2 separate regions of the Macaca mulatta genome follow, and region 1 is linked to region 2. The links are chromatin contacts, called in public Hi-C maps. All regions are on one chromosome and are shown on one strand. Each heading gives the region's core, a stretch centred on a gene start, on an enhancer-like site or on the middle of the called end of the contact. The rest is flanking DNA. Distances are from core to core; before and after follow the strand shown.

What was found. Hi-C and Micro-C count contacts between places; a contact is called where the count stands out from the background.
Region 1: a Hi-C map of fetal cortex germinal zone shows a contact between it and region 2, with 2.7 times the contacts expected there. The contact joins two enhancer-like sites. A contact is called at or near these places in 2 of 14 Hi-C or Micro-C datasets (cortical neurons and fetal cortex germinal zone).

What each region holds. Positions count from the first base shown.
Region 1 is chr1:180,656,330-180,661,634 of T2T-MMU8v2.0, forward strand. No RefSeq gene overlaps it. Among named protein-coding and RNA genes, the nearest start is that of CYP2J2, 52 kb to the right of the region's middle. Within about 2 kb of position 3,747, at least 8 of the 40 cell types and tissues checked have an H3K27ac peak or open chromatin away from gene starts, as enhancers often do. A contact at or near this core is called in fetal cortex germinal zone, where this site is marked.
Region 2 is chr1:180,358,693-180,363,954 of T2T-MMU8v2.0, forward strand. No RefSeq gene overlaps it. Among named protein-coding and RNA genes, the nearest start is that of C1H1orf87, 200 kb to the right of the region's middle. Within about 2 kb of position 2,314, at least 5 of the 40 cell types and tissues checked have an H3K27ac peak or open chromatin away from gene starts, as enhancers often do. A contact at or near this core is called in fetal cortex germinal zone, where this site is marked.

The DNA.
Region 1 (5,305 bases), core at 2,497-4,996, 300 kb after region 2:
GATTCCTCAGAAAGAAGGCCAGCATTTATTCAAAACCTACCACACCAGACATTTTACAAGTATTGTCTCATTCCATCGTTACAACAGCCTTGTGAACCAAAATTCGTCATGCCGAGTAATAATGAAGGAACTGAGGCTCTGAGAGGTTCGAGCATGTGGCCCAAAGCCATACAACTGATAGATGCCAGGGCCGAGGGTTTTGGTTTGGCTCTTGCTGACTCCAAAGCTCCCCATACCTCAATGTCTCCTAGGGACTCAAAGTCACACTGGGAAAACAGTGGCCTGCAGACTGGACAGATAACACTAGAAACGATCAAAGAAGAGGAGTGTTTCATGTGTGGTTTGGAGAAAAGGGATCCTCTATTATCCTATTTACAGGGAGCTTCTAAAGAGTCTGAGGCGGGACACCCCTCCAACCCTTCCCCAAGAAAGACCCGCAGTCATCATGAAGAACTCTGGGTCATCCAGGGCTGCCTAGAACATGGAAAACCTTCAAAGGGATGCAGTGTGCTGGCAAATTCTACCAAATATTTAAGGAAGAAATAACATCAATTCCACACGAACCCTTCCAGAATATAGAAGAGGAAGAAGGAGCACAGCCCAACTCATGTTTTACCCAGATACCAAAACAAAGACAATGTGAAGAAATCTACACACCAACAGCCCTCATGAATATAGACCCCAAATCCTTCACACAATACCAGCAAATCAAATCCAACAATTTGTAAGATACATAATACCAAGTGGGGCCTCTCCTGGAAATGCAAGGCTGATTAAACATCCTAAAGCCAATCAATGTAATTCACCATATCAGCAGACTAAAGACGAAAAATTACATGAATAGACAGGAAAAAATGAAGTCCAACTCTGACATTCTCCAGATGAGAAGCGCAAGGACCAGGAGTGAGATGAGATGTCTCAGTGTCACAAATTACTGACAAATCTGTATGTAGGATGCAGCCCTTCAGACCACAGAGCTGTGTAAAGCTGCTGCCTATGCCGGGTGCAGGGAAGTCCTTAAGTATGAAGGAGCAGTCACCAAGAGGCTTTATTCACAGCTCCACATGGCTGTAACTGAAGGGAGGGAGTAGGAAGCAGCTGGCTCCAGCTCACACCAGCTAGAAAACATCTGAGGGTCACAGACATGAGCATCAAGGGAGCATGAGGTTGGTGGTAGGGGTTATATTTTCCCTGCAACTTCCCCAAAGAGCTGCAAATTGTAACTGCTGAAAATGTGATATAAGGAATTCATTTTTACATATGGTGGCATGCGCCTGTAGTCCCAGCTACTCAGGAGGCTGAGATGGGAGGATCACTTGAGGACAGGAGTTGGAGACCAGCCTGGATCACATTGCAAGACCCCCATTTCTAAAACAAACAAACAAAAAATTAGCCAGGCATGGAGGCAGATGCCTGTAGTCCCAGATATTCTGGAGGCTGAGACTGAAGGATTGCTTGAGTCCAGGAGTTTCAGGCTGCAGTAAGCTATGCTCATAGGGTGCCCACACTAAGTTCAGCATCAATGTGGTGACCTCCTAGAAATCAGGGATTTCCGGATTGCCTAAGGAAGGGTGAACTGGTGCAGGTAGGAAACCGGGCAGGCCAAAACTCCAATGCTGATCAGTAATGGAACTGTGCCTGTGGATAGCCACTACACTCCAGCCTGGCAACATCGTGAAATCCTGTCAAGAAGGAAGGGAAGGGAAGGGAAGGGGAAGGGGAAGGGGAAGGGGAAGGGGAGGAAGGAAGGAAGGAAGGAAGGAAGGAAGGAAGGAAGGAAGGAAGGAAGGAAGGAAGGAAGGAACTCATAATTTGAGAAACACAAGCCACAGTTATTTCTTTTTAAGCAGAGTTTTCAAATATTACAGGATTTTCATCAAGACACAAGAAAAGGCTGCAAATACTTAAATATAACTAAAATGATAGAGATTCCTCAATCTAATCATCTCAAACCAGGTGGGTTTCAGCTCTGTGAACTTCACAAATATTCACTCCTGTCAATACCTTACATTAAACAATTTGGTGTCCTTTTTTTAACTCCTGTTTAGTAACTTGATATCTTGGTCACAATTACAAAACTGGTGGTTTATTTACTCTTAGTTGTGACTATTGGAAAATAATATCAAAGTCAAAATGTCTTTTTTTCCCTTCCCACCCCAAAATTACATACACAGAGAGAGAGAGAGATACACTCACACACACATGCACACACACTTCTCTCCCTTCTCTGCCCGTTTCTCTTCTTGGTTTGGAACCCTTGGGTAAGGTGTATAAAAATTCACTTTTGTTTCTGGGGAGATAATCAATGGCCAACTACCCTCAGCTCCAGAATCTTTAAAGTGAAGTGGAAATTGAATGTACTTCTTATCTGTGCATTTCCTCTTAAACTAGTCCTTTTAAGTCAGCTCAATTTGTTTTTGAGCTTTATCGTTTAAAAGGTACTTCAATACTTAATGCTCCCAATTACCTAGTATCCCCAGTTTACAGACAAGGAAACGAGCGCAGTAGGGTGAAGTAAGTTTCTGCCACCTGCTCAGTTGGATACAACAGGAGCCAGGCACTTGGGTCATTCTGCTGGATATAGAGGTATTATGGCATCCAACCCAAGGAGGGCCATCTCGTGGGCAACACTGGGCAAATGTATAAGTACTGACTTAATCATAGCAACTGTTTAATGGGTTCTTACTGTGTTCAATGCACTGAGCTACATGTTTTTTCTTCAGTAGCTCAGTTAATCCACATAGCCACCCCATGGAGGAGGTGTGATTATCCCCATTTCACTAAAGGAGGAACTGAAGCTGAGAGGGGTCATTTAACTTGGACAAAGTTATATATAACCAGGAAGTGGCTGCATCTTGCAAAGTCAAGGGTCCTGAAAGAGATGCAAACAGCATGTTGTGGGGACAAGTGTGCAGTGGGAGTGGGGGTGTTAACGAGGCAGTTTATGGTTGAGAAGTGACCTCATATGCTTGGGGAAGGGTATATCAAATAAGATTGTTTGGCAGTTGACAGGTATCTTGATAGATGAACCGGATTTGAAAAGGTAGACCTGAACGAGAGAAGAAGAGCAGGTTTCTAGATGGGGCAATGCCACAAACAGAGGCTCGGGGGTAGGGAAGTGTACTTCATAATAATCCTGTTTGGAGGGAGGACCAGCTATGAAGTGTTTTGCAAGAAATGTGACACTAAGGGTAAAGAATGGAAGTCTGACTTTATGTAATTTTCCATGTAAATTAAGGTCAAGATTATTCTTGTAACTATCATGGTTCCTGAACTCAAGAAACTTGCATTCTGTTGGGAAGATAAAGAACTAAACAAGCAATTACAGCACAGCAGTAAGTTCTATGAAAGGTTAGGCACAGAGTGGTCTTTCTAACTCAGACTTAACGGAGGCATGTTACAGAGAGATGTCCAAGCTGAGAACTGAGGACATGTGGGTGTTGTCCACACAATGAAGGACGCTGGTTACTAGGTGGAGGGAACAGCTTGTGGGAAGTCTCAGGCTGGAGTCAGACCATAGATCGCTTGTTTGTGAGGGCTGCAGGTGTTAAGCACAGCGGAAGAGGGGAGAGCAGGTGGGAACTGATAACATGTGAGACCAGGGGGCCTACACGGGGTCAGCTCATGATGCGACTGTGTGCCATGTTAAAGAGTGTATGTGGTAAGGCGCCCTGGCCCAGTGCAAGCATGGGCTGGCTTCCCACTGCAGTCAGCAAATCAATTACGCCCTCCACCGACTTTCGCCTTGTGTATTTAGAATGCATGGAGTTAGCCTGCCAAACATCTGCTCTCGCTATTAAGCATGCCATGGTAACCATTGCACTCCCGTGCGTCAGCGCCACCAGGATTGGTAATAATCACAAGTGTCAAAAACGAGAAAGAATGGAGAAGGAAAGCTGTGCAAAATCCAGCGGCAAGATGATTGGGCTGGCAGCTCCACTCCAGGGCCCCCGCCAGCTGCACCTTCTGCTGCCCCTGTTGGGGGCAGGGGAATTGATGCGGCTCTGGCCTCCTCTTGCCCCTTCTGTTGATCCCTTTCCCTGTATTATTCATCCACTGCTTCCACCGACATTGGAAAATGTTTCGTGCCTTTGCCAGAACAACATATGTGCCCCTGCGTCATTGTGTGTGATAGATAAACCCGCCAACAGCTCACCAGACCCAAGGGGCCTCTGGGTGAAGACCCCGCATTGACACAGGCAGGCAGCACGGTGCCCTGGCAGAGGTGCAGCTCTGAAGACAGAGAGACCTGGCTTAGGATTTCAGCCGCGCAACTTCATAGCCTTGAGACCTTGGGCAAACCTCTCACTCTCTCTCAACCCTACTTCCCTCATTTGTGAAATAAGGGTAGGAACACCTACCTCAGGACCGTTCGGGGGCTTAGAGATCATGAATGGGAGATGGCACAGCACCTTTCACAGAATCAGAGTTCAAGGTTAGCTAGTATGATATTTTTTAAGTTGAGCTCTCAAAAAAATGCTAGGCATAATGCTGAGATCTTTATTCAAATTATTGGATCGCCACAAAAACTTTGCAAGGTAGACATTATTGCCACCATTTTACAGGACTGAGGCTAAGAGAGTTAAGTGACTTTTCCAACGCATGGAGGTCGTCATGGCAGGCCAGACCTGCACTCGGGGATCCCTCCATAGCCCGCGGCTTACTGCTTAAACCAAGCGCTCCTCCACATCTGCAAGGTTCTTCCCGTGTTGAGCTGAAATCTCCCTGTTGATAAATATTATATATAAGTCCAGTTCTGCTGCTAGGGCCACATATAATAAAATAAGCCTGTTTCCTCTTCCAAACCAAAGCCCTTCAGAAAAGCAGGGCGGGCTCCCATAGCCCTCGAATCCTCTTTCCCCCAGGAAAAGAGTTCTGAGTCCCTGAGCAGGGCTCATACAGCCTGGTTCTCACGCAGCCACTCCCCGCAGGGCACCCTCCACGCTGGCCAGTGTCTCTCTCAGAGGTGATGCCCGGGTGGGGTTTGTGTCTTTCCTTCCAGCCCTAGGAGTCACTGCATCTCGGGGCGCACACGGAGGACCTGGGCCTGGAGCTGTCAGGGCTGGTGCCTTCATCCGGCACACACCCCATCGTTTTTCCGCCGGTCTCTGAACGCCGCCTCCCAGCCGAGAGCGCGGTAACATGGGCTCCAGCGCCCTCTCGTGGACCGCGAGGGAAATCTGCGATCAAGGAGCTCAGGATCAGCATGGGAAGAGGAAGGGAGAAAGCGGCTGATTGTCCCCGTGAAAATCGTAATTATTAAAAATGCCCGCCCAGTCCACCTCCGTAGCTGCCGTTTGTTTGT
Region 2 (5,262 bases), core at 1,064-3,563:
TAAGCATATGGTAGAAACATTATGTAATGATATACTACTGTGAATCTCTTTTCAATTTCATGTTCAAAGACATTACCTTGGTTTTGAAATCAACCATGGTGGAAATACTTATACCATGAAAATTGCCAAATGCTGTAAGTCAGGGTTTGATTTACTGTTTTGATGATTTCTCTAGACTTGATAGGTTAAAAATGCTGTATTCTGTCTGTGACTATTGAGTCACAAACAACAAAAATAACAGGAAATATTTTTCAGTATTAGTGGATTTAACACTACTAGTGAATTTAACAAAGATTTGACTGATACCATTAACAAACAAGTGAAGCTGCCTCTGTCCATTCATTTTTTTGCTCCCTGATAACATAAATGAAAATATCAAGCAACATTCATATCACAATCACACTTGTTGATCAATGAGGTAAGTTACATTTTTGCTGAATCAGACAGTATTTAAACATTTATTTTCAGGCTGATATTGTCAAATCATGATTGGATTGCAAGAATAGCTTGGCCATGAATACAAGAGTTCAACAAAAATTAACTAACGTATTCTATGAGAATCAATTAGCTATATGGAATTTATAATAAAGGTTATTATATTTTTATATATGTAACATGTAAATTGTGTGCTACTTGTCCTGTATATCAGTAAAATGTTTAATAAACTTATGTACATGTACATATGCACATATTTTCCCCTCAGGGAGCTGGTTGTTAAATATTTATCAGCACACCACTGCCCCAATTCATATCTACCTTCTAGTCATCACCTCTCTGGCTTCTGAGCAGATCATAAACTCTAGAATCCAGACACCAGCCAGTGCAGTACTTCACAAGCTCTGCAGTACTTCTCAGGATCTGTTTTCCCAGGATGACCTTGTGTGAGCTGTGAGTCATCAAAACCCTGTTCCTTTGATCTGCCCCAGGGAGAAGGGAATTATGTCCCTTTACCATGGACAAAACTCCACGGGACCTCAGCTTGCAAATTAAGGATTAAGAGAAGTTGAAATTCATTGACATTCTACAAACTCAGAGCTAACGAAGCCTGTGAGGGTAATCCCTTCCAGAACTTTTGTCTTTATGGAATGAGTATCAGAACAGGCCAGTCTCAGGCTCATGTCTGAGTGATTTATCATTTTCATTCATCACCTCTAAGGCTGAGCTGGCCCCAGTTTCCCTTGCCTGGGCTATGGATGTCCCCTGCTGGAAACCAGAGCTCACTGCAACTCAGGAAACTAGAAAAAATGCTGTGGCCATAGATGCATTGTGTGTATGTGTAAGAACACACTCGCTGTCTGCGTGCCTCTCGATAGGAAACCACTCAGGAAGTTCACTCTCTTGGCCTGGTTTTACAGGCCTGCCCTCATTTACTGATTTAATGTCCCAAATGATTGAGAATCATTATTTATCAAGTCTTTTGCATAATGTCCACCACCTGGTAAGCTCTCAATAAACATTTACTGAAAGAAAATGAACATAGCCTTGTAAGGTACATTACGCATGATCTCATTTCATCCTCAGGACAATCAAATAAATTAGGAACTATGATTAACTCCTTCTTGTTTTCAGGTGTTGGAACTCAGGCCTTGCGTAGGGTCACTTAGCCTGGATGTGACAGCATCAGCCTCAGGGCATGAGTGTCCCTGTCTGCAGGCTCCCTGCTCTGCTACAGCCTGACATGCAGTCTCCAAAGTGTTCCTTCTCCACAGCTTCTCCAAAGGGAAATACCTGCTCCTTTTTGCTTTCGTATTTCCCCACCCCCAGTATTCACCCAGGGTGAATCTCGTCCTTTGTCCTGCTTGCTGTGTACCTTGGCCAAATCCCTTCCCCTTTCAAAGTCTGAGTTTCTTCATCAGATAAATAAAAGGGATGGATTAGCTGACTCTTAATTTTAAAATGCCAATTCTAAAATGCTGACGCTTTCTGAATTTAATTTCAGGATAGACATGCTGAGGTCCAAATTGCTAGAGATTTCCTCTCTGGCCAAGGAAATAAAACTCAGTCATATACTACTTGTGAGTTTGTATCAGGAGGACGAAATTAAGCCCCAAAGTCTGCACTGCGCTTTGGGAGCATACTTCTTCAGATCAGGAGCCAACGATCACTTACACGAGAGGTTATCAGTAGATGGACAAAAAGCACCATTTCTCTCTTCTCTCCAGTGAGCCAAAGCATGGTTGCCAATTCAGACAGCCAGTTGGGAGTTTTCAACATGTGACAAGCCCAAAGGCATTTCTGAAGCTGCCAGCACAGAGGCCTGTCGAATCTGCTAAGGAACCAGATGCAGCAGATAAATATCTTCCACAGCTTGGCATCTGGGGCCTGTGCTTGCCAGCTGAGAGAAGGGGCCGTGTTGCACAGTGCTGGGGGTGGGGATGGTAGAGAGATAGCAGCTGAACAAATCACACACATTTCTCATTGAAGTAGAAAAACAGGCAATTCTAGAGAGCATTTCAAAATTTTAAGAGGATCAGATTAAATTCGGATGGTTATATGTATGTTATTATTATGTGAAGGACTGGATTATAAATAGGTAAGTTATATGTTGTGGTCTTCGACACCATTGTTTCATTCAGTCTGTTGATATTATTTTTCATTTCTAGAATGCAGTAGTCTTTATGCAATTTACTTAGTGCAATTACATTCACAAGACAATCTCACACACACACACACACACATGCTTGCGCGTGCGCACACACACAGACACACACACAAATCTTATATATCTAGTTCTGTGCCAAATAAAAATTACAGAAATAAAGCATTCTTTTCATCAACAGGCAATAAATGACTATGTGTTGAGTCATGTGTCCCGACTTTGTTTTTTCAAAAATATATTTCCCTTTTAGATTCTTCAAATGAATATTCAATTTCATTTATTTCCTCTCAATATAATTCATAATATATGAGCAAGGCATTGCTTGGTGCAATTATTATGAAGACAAAGAGACAAAGTGTCTTCAAGGAGCTTATTAAAAATTCCTGGCATACTGATAATCAACAAGATTTTCCTCAACTTCAACCTGATTAAGGGCATCTTGAAAAACCTACTGCTAACATCACACTTGGTGGGGAAACACTAAAGTCTTTCTTCTTAAGCTCAAGCGTAAGGCTGTCCACTCTCACCACTTCAACATCCTATGAAGGTACTAGCCAATGCAAGAAAGTCGGACCAGAAATAAAACCCATTCAGACTGAAGAGAAAGAAGCAAAATTCTATTTGCAGACAGCCTGGTTGTCTAAGTAAAAAATTTTAAGAAATCTACAAAAATGCTGTTAAAACTAACATGCATGTTTAGCAAGTCTTCATGATATCAAGTAAAAACAGTAGTTTCCTCTTATTTGCAGGGATAAGTTTCAAAACCCCCTACAATCATGAATAGTAGCAAACCCTAAATATACAACTTTTTTGTTTGTTTGTTTGTTTGAGACGAAGTCTCGCTCTTTCTCCTAGGCTGAAGTGCAGTGGTGTGATCTTGGCTTACTGCAATCTCTGCCTCCCAGATTGAAGTGATTCTCCAGCCTCAGCCTCCTGAGTAGCTGGGAATACAGGCGCCCACGACCATGCCCAGATAATTTTTGTATTTTTAGTAGAGATGTGGTTTCGCCATGTTTGCCACGGTGGTCTTGAACTCCTGACCTCAGGTGATCCACCCATCTCAGTCTCCTAAAGTGCTGGAATCACAGGCGTGAGCTACTGCGACCAGCCTAATATATTTTGCTAAACATACATGTGATGAAATTTACTGAATTGTGCAGAGTAAAAGATTAGCAACAACAATTAATAATAAAATAGAACAATTATGCCAATATATTTTAATAGACTGTAATAACAGTCATGTGAATGTGACCCTCTCTCTCTCTCTAAATATCCTGTTGTTACTATAGGCACCTATTTTTCAGACCGAGGTTGACCACAGCTCAATGAAACTGAGGAAAACAAACCTGCAGGGAAAGGAGGACTACCGCATATAAGAATTAATTGTATTTTTGTATACCAGCTCTTGTGGATTGAATTGTGTCCCCATAAAACTCATATGTTGACACCCTGGCCTTCAATATGGCTGTATTTGGAGAAAGGGGTGCTCGGGGTAATAAAGGTTAAGTGAGGTCATAATGTTGGGCCTCACTCCAATAGAACAGGTGTCCTTATAAGAAAAGGAAGAGATACCAGAGGGATATCTCTTCCCCTCCCCCTCATGAGTACACAGAGGAAAGGCCACATGAGGACACAGTGAGAAGGTGGCCATCTTTAAGCCAGGAAAAAAAGGGAAAAAAGCCTCGCCAGACACTAATCCTGCTAGCACCTTGAGTTTGGACTTCTACTTTCCAGAACTGTGAGTAAATAAATTTCCATTATTTAAGCCACCTAGTATGGGGTATCTTATTATAATACCCCAAACTGACTAATGCACTAGCCACAAATAATGGAAATTAAAATAACAACGATACAATTACAATAACATCAACAACATGATAAAATAAATGTAGCATGCCTAAACATATGCAACATACCTATAGATAATCATACAAAGTCAATATACAAAATTTACAATATACAAAATTTAGTCTCAAAGACTAAACTATTAAGAATGACTTTTGGCCGGGCGCGGTAGCTCACGCCTGTAATCCCAGCACTTTGGAAGGCTGAGGCGGGCGGATCATGAGGTCAGGAGATCGAGACCATCCTGGCTAACACGGTGAAACCCCGTCTCTACTAAAAATACAAATATTAGCCGGGCGTGGTGGCGGGCGTCTGTAGTCCCAGCTACTTGGGAGGCTGAGGCAGGAGAATGGCGTGAACCCGGGAGGCGGAGCTTGCAGTGAGCTGAGATCGGGCCACTGCACTCCAGCCTGGGCGACAGAGTGAGACTCCATCTCAAAAATAAATAAATAAATAAATAAATAAATAAATAAATAAATAAATAAAATAAAAAGTCTGACTTTTCCCCCTATATATTAGAAGGACAGATGTAGATGGCTATAGATAGCGGGGAGTTATCATGAAAACTCACAGAGAACTCAGGAAGATTGTAGATGCAGTTCAGTAGCTATAAGGACACCTGTAGACACCAAGTGCTTTGGTCATAGTATGCGTTTAATTATACGAATTTCTGAAAGTTTTTGGAATGAATGTGTGAAATCTTCCTGTTTCTTGATATTTCCTCTAGCTGACTTCAACATTCCAAGCATTAATTAATTTTAAAAAGGCATCAGAATCCATGCCAGAGAGACTCTTTGTCAGACTCTGATTATGAATCT